2 separate regions of the Mus musculus genome follow, and region 1 is linked to region 2. A link is a contact called in public HiChIP or PLAC-seq data. All regions are on one chromosome and are shown on one strand. Each heading gives the region's core, a stretch centred on a gene start, on an enhancer-like site or on the middle of the called end of the contact. The rest is flanking DNA. Distances are from core to core; before and after follow the strand shown. Region 1 overlaps Myo3b (myosin IIIB). Region 2 has its middle 19 kb from the start of Sp5.

Region 1 (4,708 bases), core at 1,635-4,134, 180 kb before region 2:
TTGTGGGTGCTGGGAATTGAACCTGGATTCTCTGGAAGAGCAGATGGTGCTCTGAAGTGTTGAGTTATTTCTCCAACCCCAGTTTACAAGTCTTATACCTGTGTCTTAGTCAGGGTTTCTATTCCTGCACACACATCATGACCAAGAAACAAGTTGAGGAGGAAAGGGTTTATTCAGCTTACACTTTCCACATTGCTGTTCATCACCAAGGAAGTCAGGACTGGAACTCAAGCAGGTCAGAAAGCAGGAGCTGATGCAGAGTCCATGGAGGAATGTTCTTTACTGGCTTGCTTCCCCTGGCTTGCTCAGCCTGCTCTCTTATAGAACCCAAGGCTACCAGTCCAGGGATGGTCCCACCCACAAGGGGCCTTTCCCCCTTGATCACTAATTGAGGAAATGCCTTACAGTTGGATCTCATGGAGGCACTTCCTCAACTGAAGCTCCTTTCTCTGTGGTAACTCCAGCTGTGTCAAGTTGACACAAAACTAGCCAGTACAACCAGGCACTGAAAAGCATTTTCAAATAAATGAAGAGGAAGAGAAATAAAAATTAGTGGTTATTTTTAAAAGATATCTAAAAGAAATGGAATCATTTCTGCATCCCTAGAGATTAATATTAATATAAGGCAGCACATCTGCCTTGAACTGAGAGGACCTGGAGTGTATAGACTAACTTTAGCCCCTGAGGTTAACATTGAATTACAATGCCTGTCAGGTAGGTAACTTCTGCTAGCTTTTGCTCTCTATAGCTGCTTCCTCCTCCTCCTCCTCCTCCTCCTCCTCCTCCTCCTCCTCCTCCTCCTCCTCCTCCTCCCCCTCCTCCTCCTCTTCCTCATCCTCCTCCTCTTCTCTCCTCCTCCTTCTTCCCTCCTCCTTAATTGTCCGCTCAGTAATTAATTGCATCCTGTTTATAGAAGTGAGAATAGTTTGAACATTATTAAATGACAGATCTCCCATTTCAAGCTGACTGGGACATCAGAGAAAGCTTTGGCTTGGGTTCCTTTAAGGACATGGTCTAGAGTTATTAATTATGCAAAAATCCTTTAAGATGTCAGACAACTAAAAGACAAAACAGGAGCTGGAAGGACGGTTCAGTGGTTAAATGCACTTCTTGAGGATCTACCTGGGTTTGGTTCCCAGCTCCTAAATGATGGCTCACACCAGGCATAGCTCCACTTCGAGGGGATCTGATGTCATCTTCTGACCTCTGAGGAAGCACTAGGTGTGCACATGATGAACAAGCAAGCATTCATGCAGACAAAATATTCATGCATATAACATAAGTCAATTTGAAGAAAAAAAGTTATCCTAAAGCAGTATAAAACCAGCAAAGCTGTTTTTTTTAGGATTCTGAATTTCCCACAGGTATCATAAAGATAAAGTTGTATGGTCAGAAAACTGAGTTTTCTGTGTCTGTCCTCCTTTCCAGTTCATCCACTCATTACTGTTAGTGCTCGTGTGACGGATGTGTGCCTGACTGTGTTCGCCGTGGTAAATGTGTGGAAGTCAGAGCATGGCTTTTATGAACCAGTACTCTCCGGCCCCTCGTGGTAAGGCAGGCTCTCCTACCTCCGCCATGCTACAGCCTGCAAGCCACGTGGCCTAGGAGATTCCAGATGGTTCTTCTGTCTCCACCTCCGGGCTCGCTGCAGGAGTTACAGTTCTCTACATTTCTTTCAGTTGAGCAGGTGTGGCACAGGCAGGCTGGTTTCTTATTTCTTTTCTGTTCCTTTACTCCACAAAATGATGACTTCTTCCCAAATAACCATCGATTCTCCCTTCATGAGGGATTTAGCGATGCCTAAATGGGCAGGGAACTTGTGCACCCACTCTGCCTATTTATTAATATCAATACCTAAAGTCATAGATAAATGCCAGGGAGAAAGAAAAAAAATCCACCAAGGACAAAATCTAATAGTTCACATTCTCTGCTCCTTGGGCTCCTGCTATCCAAATTCTGTGGCTATTTTAAATTTCCTCCATGTATCAAATCTACAAGTCCTTGTTACAGATTTAGATGGTTATAGAAAGATATTGTAAGTATCTTCTAACATATGAAATATTATAATATGTTTTACGCAACTACTGAATTTATCTCCTTATGTTTTATTAGCAACCGACTTAGAAACTTTCAGTGAGTAGATTTGAAGTCATTGCAATCCTCACAGAGGCACAGGTCTGCCCCGGGGGCTCCCCACACAGTGTCAGCACAAACTATGATTCTGGCCAGGAAGGAAGGCCAAAGCTTTGGAGGAAGGAACCAAGGTCAGATTAGTTGAGAAATCAAGTTTGAATCTGTTAGGTCATTCCAAGTGAGACTCTCCATTAGGATTAGGTAGGGATCATCCAACATCAGGCCAGGCAGGTGAAAGCAGCAAGGGAGCTGAGGAAGTGGGGTGTAGGGAGCTGTGGAAGCGGGGTGTAGGGAGCTGTGGAAGTGGGGCATAGGGAACTGTGGAAGTGGGCTGTAGGGAGCTGTGGAAGTGGGGTGTAGGGAGCTGTGGAAGTGGGGTATAGGGAGCGGTGGAAGTGGGGTGTAGGGAGCTGTGGAAGTGGGGTGTAGGGAGCTGTAGAAGTGGGGTGTAGGGAGATGTGGAAGTGGGGTGTAGGGAGATGTGGAAGTGGGGTGTATAGAACTCTCTCTCTCATCAATCTTTGCTGATACTTTCAGTGAAAGAACTGAGAGAACCTTCAAAAAGGTTCCTTCCAGGGAGCATCCGCCATTAACTTGGATAGAAGACTCCCTCAAACAAAGCCGCACCAGAGACAGGTTCAGCACAGGCCTTTGGTAGGATCGACAGACAGGAAGGTGCAGTTTTCACGTTGGCATGGGCTGGCTCTGGGCTGCCAGTGCCCTGCAGCAAACTCGGACAGCCTGATGGGGCAGCAGAGGGCACTGAAGTCTGTGGAATTACAGAAACCAATGGCCACGCATTTGGGACAATTCTTATGAGGTAACTGAAGGTGAAAATCCTTCAGTTAGGCAGGAAGCAGGAGAATGGGGTGGGAGCCTTTAAGCCCTACTTCAGATTCCTGCATAGAATCTCAATTGGATCACTGCCTCTTCTCAAGGATCGCACCCCACCCAGGAAACATTGGTAATCACAGTTTCCCAGAAGCACAGGGTCAGAAGGGGTGATCAGTGTGAAGGTGCTGTCGGGGTGAAGCTCCAAGGATGCTTACCATTTGAAAGGAGTGTGAAAAACCGTATTTACATATAAATGAAAATGGAAAGTTCTTATAGGTTATGTTTCTGGAAGGTGTGTGTAGCAGGCCTGGTGTCTGGGATCTATTGTTTATTTGTGTTGTAAATCCTTTGAAATGTGTTAAAATGCTTCCCACTCATTATAAAGCTCCTGCCACCCCGGATTACGACTTTGATGTCACCAATCCTCCTTCAAAGGGTTCTTTGCAGGCTATTAATCACAGTTTAGCCTCTGAAGATATCACCAGAGAAAACATTTGGACATCTCTGTGCTAGACTCATGAAAACTTTGAAATCTTGGGCATCTTGCATAAGCACACGTCGCAGCCTTTCCTTTCATTGACAAGTCTGCCTTCTGTTGCACAAAATAGCTCCGGAAGTAAAAATGCAAACAAATATCTTCACACACTGGAGTTGGTGAAGAAAGGGTGGAGGGTAGATCAGGAAGGAAAGAGAGAGCCTGAGAGGCTCCTCAAAGGTAAGCCACAGGAAAGCATGTGCGTGGCCAGCCACAGGAACGTGTGCGCGTGGCCCAGAGCTGGCCCATGTCTGTTCACGCTTGCTTTTTACTAATGGATGCTCACAGAGCTGGTGGGAAGATCTCTTCTCTCACCTTTGATGCTGATGCTGTGCTTTAAGTCCTACATGAGTTGTTCACAGTAAATGATAATAATGTGTCTGATGGTCACTTGTCCACATGGATGGGAGCAGAAGCCTTTCAGATTTCAGATTTTCAAAATCTTAGATTTTGATTTGAGAATATTTGCATCTGCATAATGAGCTGTCTGGGAGATGTAACCAAGTCTAAACACAAGATTTAGGTTCCACATATATGTGTTAAAGTCCCTGGAGGCAATTTCTACCATATGCATATATGTGTATAGTATTAGTATGTATATACACATAAATTTATGATCTAGGTTATATACATATATAGACACATTTATGTGTATATATGTTACACATATACACACATGTGTATGTATACATCTCACATACTATATATCAAATACATATATATTTGATCCCCCACATCATACACATATATACATACCACACTCTCCATATATTATATATAATTATAATATTGTATTATATATAATTATTATCTAACACTATATAATATAACATTTATCTATTATGTATGTTATATTACAAGAATAATATTTATTATTCCATGCACAAACCTATACTATTATTATACTAGAGATTGAGCTGTGGGCTTTGTGCATGCTAAGTGTTGTAGATATATAGATATACATATATATGTATACATATAAATATACATAAATATATATCCCCAGCATTACACACATACTATCTTTTTATAAGATACTATACATATAACTATAATACTATATTATTATATATAATTATCTAATATTATATACTGTATACATATGTTGTATGTGTATGTGTGATGCTGGGGATCCAATCCAGGATCTTCGAGTTTTACCTCCAGTCCTATTTTGCACAATGTACACAGTAAGTTTTTATGTTATAT
Region 2 (5,197 bases), core at 1,500-3,999:
TTTGCTGTTCTCCGCATACTTACCCAAGCGTGGGATTTTAAAATAGCAGGCAGAATCTTCAGGAAGCCTTACTTGAAGCAATTATGCAGCAGAGCTGTGCTTTCCTGTCATCAGAATCTTGCAGAACCCTCTCATATTTGTGTGTCTCCATGCTTAAACACTGGACGATCTCGTTATGTTCACGATTCTAATCCCCTTGTATTTATTAACTATTTTAATTCTCTTTACCCAAGGAGTAAATACCACTGTTCCCATCATTTTATGGATGAGGAAAAGAAGCACAGACAGGTACAGTGTGAACAGTCACAGACAGGTACGGTGTGAACAGTCACAGCTGGGTATGACGGCGTGAACAATCACAGACAGGTACAGTGTGAACAGTCATAGACAGGTATACGGTGTGAACAGTCACAGACAGAGCAAGTAGTAAGTGGAAGACCTGGGACTCAATCTGGAGCCAGAATCTATGCCTGAATTCCTGAACAAGCTCATGCCTTTGACTTGGTGCCTGGCTGATGGTGATACTTTGAGTAATTGCAGAACCTTGAGGAGAAAGTTGGTCCCAGGTTATAAAGCCCCGCCCTGATTACAGCTGAGCTCTCTCTGTACAGTGGGCACCATGCAGCAAGCAGCTACTACAAGCTCCCTCTGCTAGAGCTCCCAGTCACCTTGCCTGTCCTGGTATAATATAGACTTTATTTCCTCAACTGTGAGCCAATATAAACCTAACCTCATATCAGTTGTTTGTGTCAGGTGTTGTGTTACAGTAGCAGGACAGCAACTAACACAGGTATAGTTTCCCACATCTTATCATAAACAATTCCCAGGGCTAGTGGGCTATCTGCATCACTTGCAGCTAGGACTTAGACATCACTTGCAGCTAGTACTTACTAGTCTTTTCTAACTTTAAGTCCTGACTAGTTCCTCTCTTACAGCTGGAAGCTCATGCTACCTTGGTCTGCCTGCTGTGTTTCCCTCCTAGTGTTCACCCCAGTGAAGCTGGTGGCCTTGAAACTGTCATCAGTGTCTGATGCAGGGTTCTCCCTTGGGCAGAGGCGTCCTTAATAGAGATCACCTTGCATACAGCAGACCTAGATCTTCTAGGGGAACTAACTGGGTGGTAAACCCTTTGCTAATATCCATGAGCAGGATCTTGACTCGTATGCATTTAATGAAGCCCTAATGACAAACAAGAGGTGAGGTACCAGAGATACGTGGTAAACAAGACCCACAGTCCCTGCCTCTGAGAAGGCCACACTCCAAAACAGACATGGGCTGAGAGGCATTCTAATGCTCAGAAAGTGGACTAGGAAAGGGCAGGCTAGAGAGATTCACAGCACACTGGAGGGCAAGTACTTCCAGGGGAAGGTACTCAGAAAGCAGTGCTACCCAACCTCAGACCTTAGCCCATACAGAGTCCACAGCAGGGCATCACTGTGGAGTTCATTAAGGCTGACATGCAAGATCCAAAGTGTCCTTCCCCCCCCCTCCCCCAAGGCAAGGTTTCTCTGTAAATCCCTGGGTGTCCTACAATTTGCTTTGTAGACTAGGCTGGTCTTGAACTCAGAGATCCACCTCCCTTGTCTCTTGCTCCTGAGTGCTGAGATTAATGTCATGAGCCTCCACTCGGACCAGTGTCCATTGTAATGGTCACCGAGGAGTCAGGAGTTGACTAGACTGAAGGAATGATATTGGATTTGCAGTGTAATAGCCAGTGCTACTTTATAGAGCTACAGGGTTGTTCTTTAAATTACATTTACTTATTTTGTGTGTGGTAGGGTGTGTGTGTGTGTGTGTGTGTGTGTGTGTGTGTGTGTGTGTGTGTGTGTGTAAATCAGTGGACAGCTTGTAGGAGCTGGTTCTTGCCTTCTACCATGTGATCCCAGTGAGCAAACTCTGGTCTCAGGCTTGGCAGCAAGTGCCTTTACCTGCTGAGCCATCTCACCAGCATGGAAGCTATACCTTCAAGCTGACACCTGCACATCTATACTGCATGCTCACAATAATGTCAGGGCTGGTGTTATTGAGCTGCCTGCAGCATGGGGAGGCTTTGAGATCAAGTGGCAAAGGCAAGACTTCAACTCCAAGCCCCTACCCAGAGCCCAGTCACACAGAGGGTGCATAAATAGTCGGGATTTTCAGAAACGACCTATCTTTTCTTCATTTTCTCTCAAGTTAAATGTTTCTTTTTTACTTATTATTTATTTTATGCATATAAGTGTTTGCCTGCGTGTATGTCTCTACACCACATGCTTGGAGCCTGAAAAGAACCAAAATGATGGGTGGTTGTGAGCCACCGTGGTCTCTGCAAGGACAAAAAGTTTACTCAACCACCAAATCATCTTTCCAGCCCATAGACCAAAGATTCTCACTGGGATTCTAGAAGACATTGCACGAAAATGAAGTGAGAATCAAGTAGTTACACACTTGTACGCCATATTTACAGCGAAATTATTTGAAATCACCTCAAACTTTTACAACCAAAATGTCCTTTGAGGAGTAAATAAATAAACCAGGATGGGTACACACAGTGGAATATTATACAACAATAAAAAGAAACAAGTGACACACCAACAGCTTGATGCTCAGAGTCATTAAATGAAGTGGAAAGTTTCAACATGTCACATACTGTACAGCTCTAAGATTGGAGAGATGGGCCGGGACAGCAGACACGTAGTCATGGGAGAGCTGATGTAAGCCAGAAGTAGCCAGCAGGGCAACACGCAGTCTTGAATTGCTTACTGGCTTGGACAGCTTGCTGTTGCCTCGAGAATTCTGAGTCCTTCGCTCACTGGTATACTCCAGGACCATGAGTACCTAAGGGCCCAGTTTCCAGGGCCTATTTCATGATTTGCGATTTCATCCTTAACTACAGCCCCTTAACAGGGGATGCCTGCGTCCCAGCTGACCGATGCTGATTGACCCTGTGACAAACTATTCTGGCTGGTTTCCTCCAGATGGGTGCCAAACGTGTTAACACCTTGTCCCCCAGTGCATAGCAACGTTTCAAGCGGCTTGTTAATTGCCGCCGATTAAAAGCAGGTCTATAATCAACAGCTTATGCATGGCGGCTGGCTCGGGGTTTATCTGGGTCTCCAAAACCCCAAAAGGAAGAAAATCGCTACTGAAGGACTGAAGGTTTCCCATTTCCCTGAGAAACTAGTGAGAGGGGAGCCGCCTCTCTGTCCTGGGGCCACCCACAGAGCTTCTGGGAAGCGCGCGCGCGGGGGGGGGGGGGGGCAGAGGTGCTGCGTGTCTTGTTTACTAGCACTTTTCTGAGCCTGGGCATTCCATATCCTTGAGTTTCCATGGCAGGTCCTCCCCCATGTCTGTATGCCAGGCTCCTTCTCAGTGTTAGGCACCCCATGCCTGCCCCTTTCCCAGTCCCTACACTCAAGGTGTATGCAGGACTACTCAGGCTATTTTTCCTTCTGTCCAGTGCTCTTTAAACCTCTATGTCCAGGATCATGCTCAGCAGACCCCACCCTCTCCCTCCTTACACAGAGTCTGTGTGCCCCAGAGAGCCCTGCTAAGCTTTGAGGTAGCCTGCCATGGCCCTCTTACCTCCTCTGACTCTCAACGTCCATATTTAAAACTAGGTTGGACTTCAAGGCCTGTTTCTCCCTTTAAATTTATGATCGAGGAGGGTTTCTTTTCTTTCTCTTACTTCTCTTGTTTGAGGGTCATTACTCTGGTCTTTAAAGGGGAGGCAACTGCTCCTCCCTCTACAACAGGGTGAAGCCTGAGGACATTGTAGTAAGAGCAATGAGACAGCACAAAAGGACAAGTACATATGCCTCTTCTCACCCAGTGGATATGAAGTGTTAAATCCACAGGGCCAGAGAGTAGAACGGTAGGTGGCATGGGCTGGGGACAGAAAGGGATGGAGAGATATTTAATGAGAAGACAGCTTTCCATTTTACAAAATGAGAAATAAAAACTAAAATGGTTAAAATAGTAAATTTAATTGTACATTTGTGTGTGTGTGTGTGTGTGTGTGTGTGTGTGTGTGTAAACTGGTCTTTATAAAAAGACTGAGTAGAAAAAAAAAATCTTCCTGAAAGCAACATAGGAAAGAAAAAAAAAAAAAAAAAAGCGTCTCTAGTGTGTCCTTAGAGTCCAGAAACAAAAACAGAGGCAGAAGCCGCAGTCCTTATTTCGCAGAAATTGGGCCCTGAGAGGTAAGGAGAGCCCTCAGAACTGCTCAGCCGCACCTCTCCGGTTGCACAGTGGCTGAGTTACTTGCTCTTCTGGAATCCAAACTAGGAATGTAAGCTGCTGTGTCATGCACTAGACCTGAGGTTCGGTCCTCAGCTCCTGCCCCCAGAAATGTTTTAAAGAAACTCCATAGTTACCCTGCTTTCAGAAAACATAGCTCACGGTGGGTGTTATACAGAGAGGAGAGAGAGTGAATCTCGCAGGAAGAAAGTAAAAGTACACAGACATGTATTTGGTTCTTCCTCTTCTATTTACATCTACCTTGTTGTATTCCTAAGTCCTCCGGAGTCTGAAGGTTGATGAAGTCACTCTTACAGATGACATAGAAAGCCTGGCTTGGTCCTGGGATGGGAGACCAGGGCATCACCCACGTGACAAAGGCTCTTTGGAAGTGAAGACTACAACCAACCACAGCGCCTTCACCCCAGGAGGCAAATGAATGAGCTTTAAGGGGAAGAAGCAGCCTTGAGTCCCCCTGAGATCCCAGGTTGGAGTTCTGCTTTGCCTCAGCCCACAACACATTTGTCTAAAACATTTTATAAAACGCTGAGATCTGGCAGCACTAAAATGTCAAGAAAATTAAGGCTTTCTGCATCTTAAAATCCCACCCCACCCAAAGGAGGAACAGAGGTTACCACTGTGCCTAAAATAACTGTCCTCCAAAGTTGTTTGAAAAATTCCATAATTGGACTTGATTCTTCACACGCTAATAAAAAACAAAACAAAACTGTCTTTAGGGGCTAAAGAGATGGCTTGGTGGTTAATAGCAGTTGTCACCCTTGCAGAGGACCTTGGGTTCTGTTCCCAGCACCCACACGGTGTTTTACGCCCATCCATAACTCCAGTTCTAGGAGACCTAATGCCCTCTTGTGACTTCTGCAGGTACACATATGATATATGTGCGTACATGAAAGCAAAACACTCATATAAGTAAAAGAAATAAATTTTTTAAAAAATTAAACAAAAATATTTTTTATAA

What was found. HiChIP or PLAC-seq counts read pairs in DNA pulled down with a chosen protein or histone mark.
Region 1: an H3K27ac HiChIP or PLAC-seq map of embryonic stem cells shows a contact between it and region 2, with 2.1 times the contacts expected there. The contact joins two enhancer-like sites. A contact is called at or near these places in 7 of 39 promoter capture datasets (the HPC-7 cell line, cranial neural crest, embryonic stem cells and 4 more), 3 of 484 Hi-C or Micro-C datasets (all in embryonic stem cells), 5 of 115 datasets of contacts at active chromatin or transcription factors (embryonic basal ganglia and embryonic stem cells) and 1 of 9 other capture datasets (embryonic stem cells).

The regions. Positions count from the first base shown.
Region 1 is chr2:70,275,742-70,280,449 of GRCm38.p6, forward strand. The region is part of intron 23 of Myo3b (myosin IIIB); the gene reads left to right. Among named protein-coding and RNA genes, the nearest start is that of Sp5, 200 kb to the right of the region's middle. Within about 2 kb of position 2,885, at least 7 of the 459 cell types and tissues checked have an H3K27ac peak or open chromatin away from gene starts, as enhancers often do. A contact at or near this core is called in embryonic stem cells, where this site is marked.
Region 2 is chr2:70,453,437-70,458,633 of GRCm38.p6, forward strand. No RefSeq gene overlaps it. Among named protein-coding and RNA genes, the nearest start is that of Sp5, 19 kb to the right of the region's middle. Within about 2 kb of position 2,750, at least 20 of the 459 cell types and tissues checked have an H3K27ac peak or open chromatin away from gene starts, as enhancers often do. A contact at or near this core is called in embryonic stem cells, where this site is marked.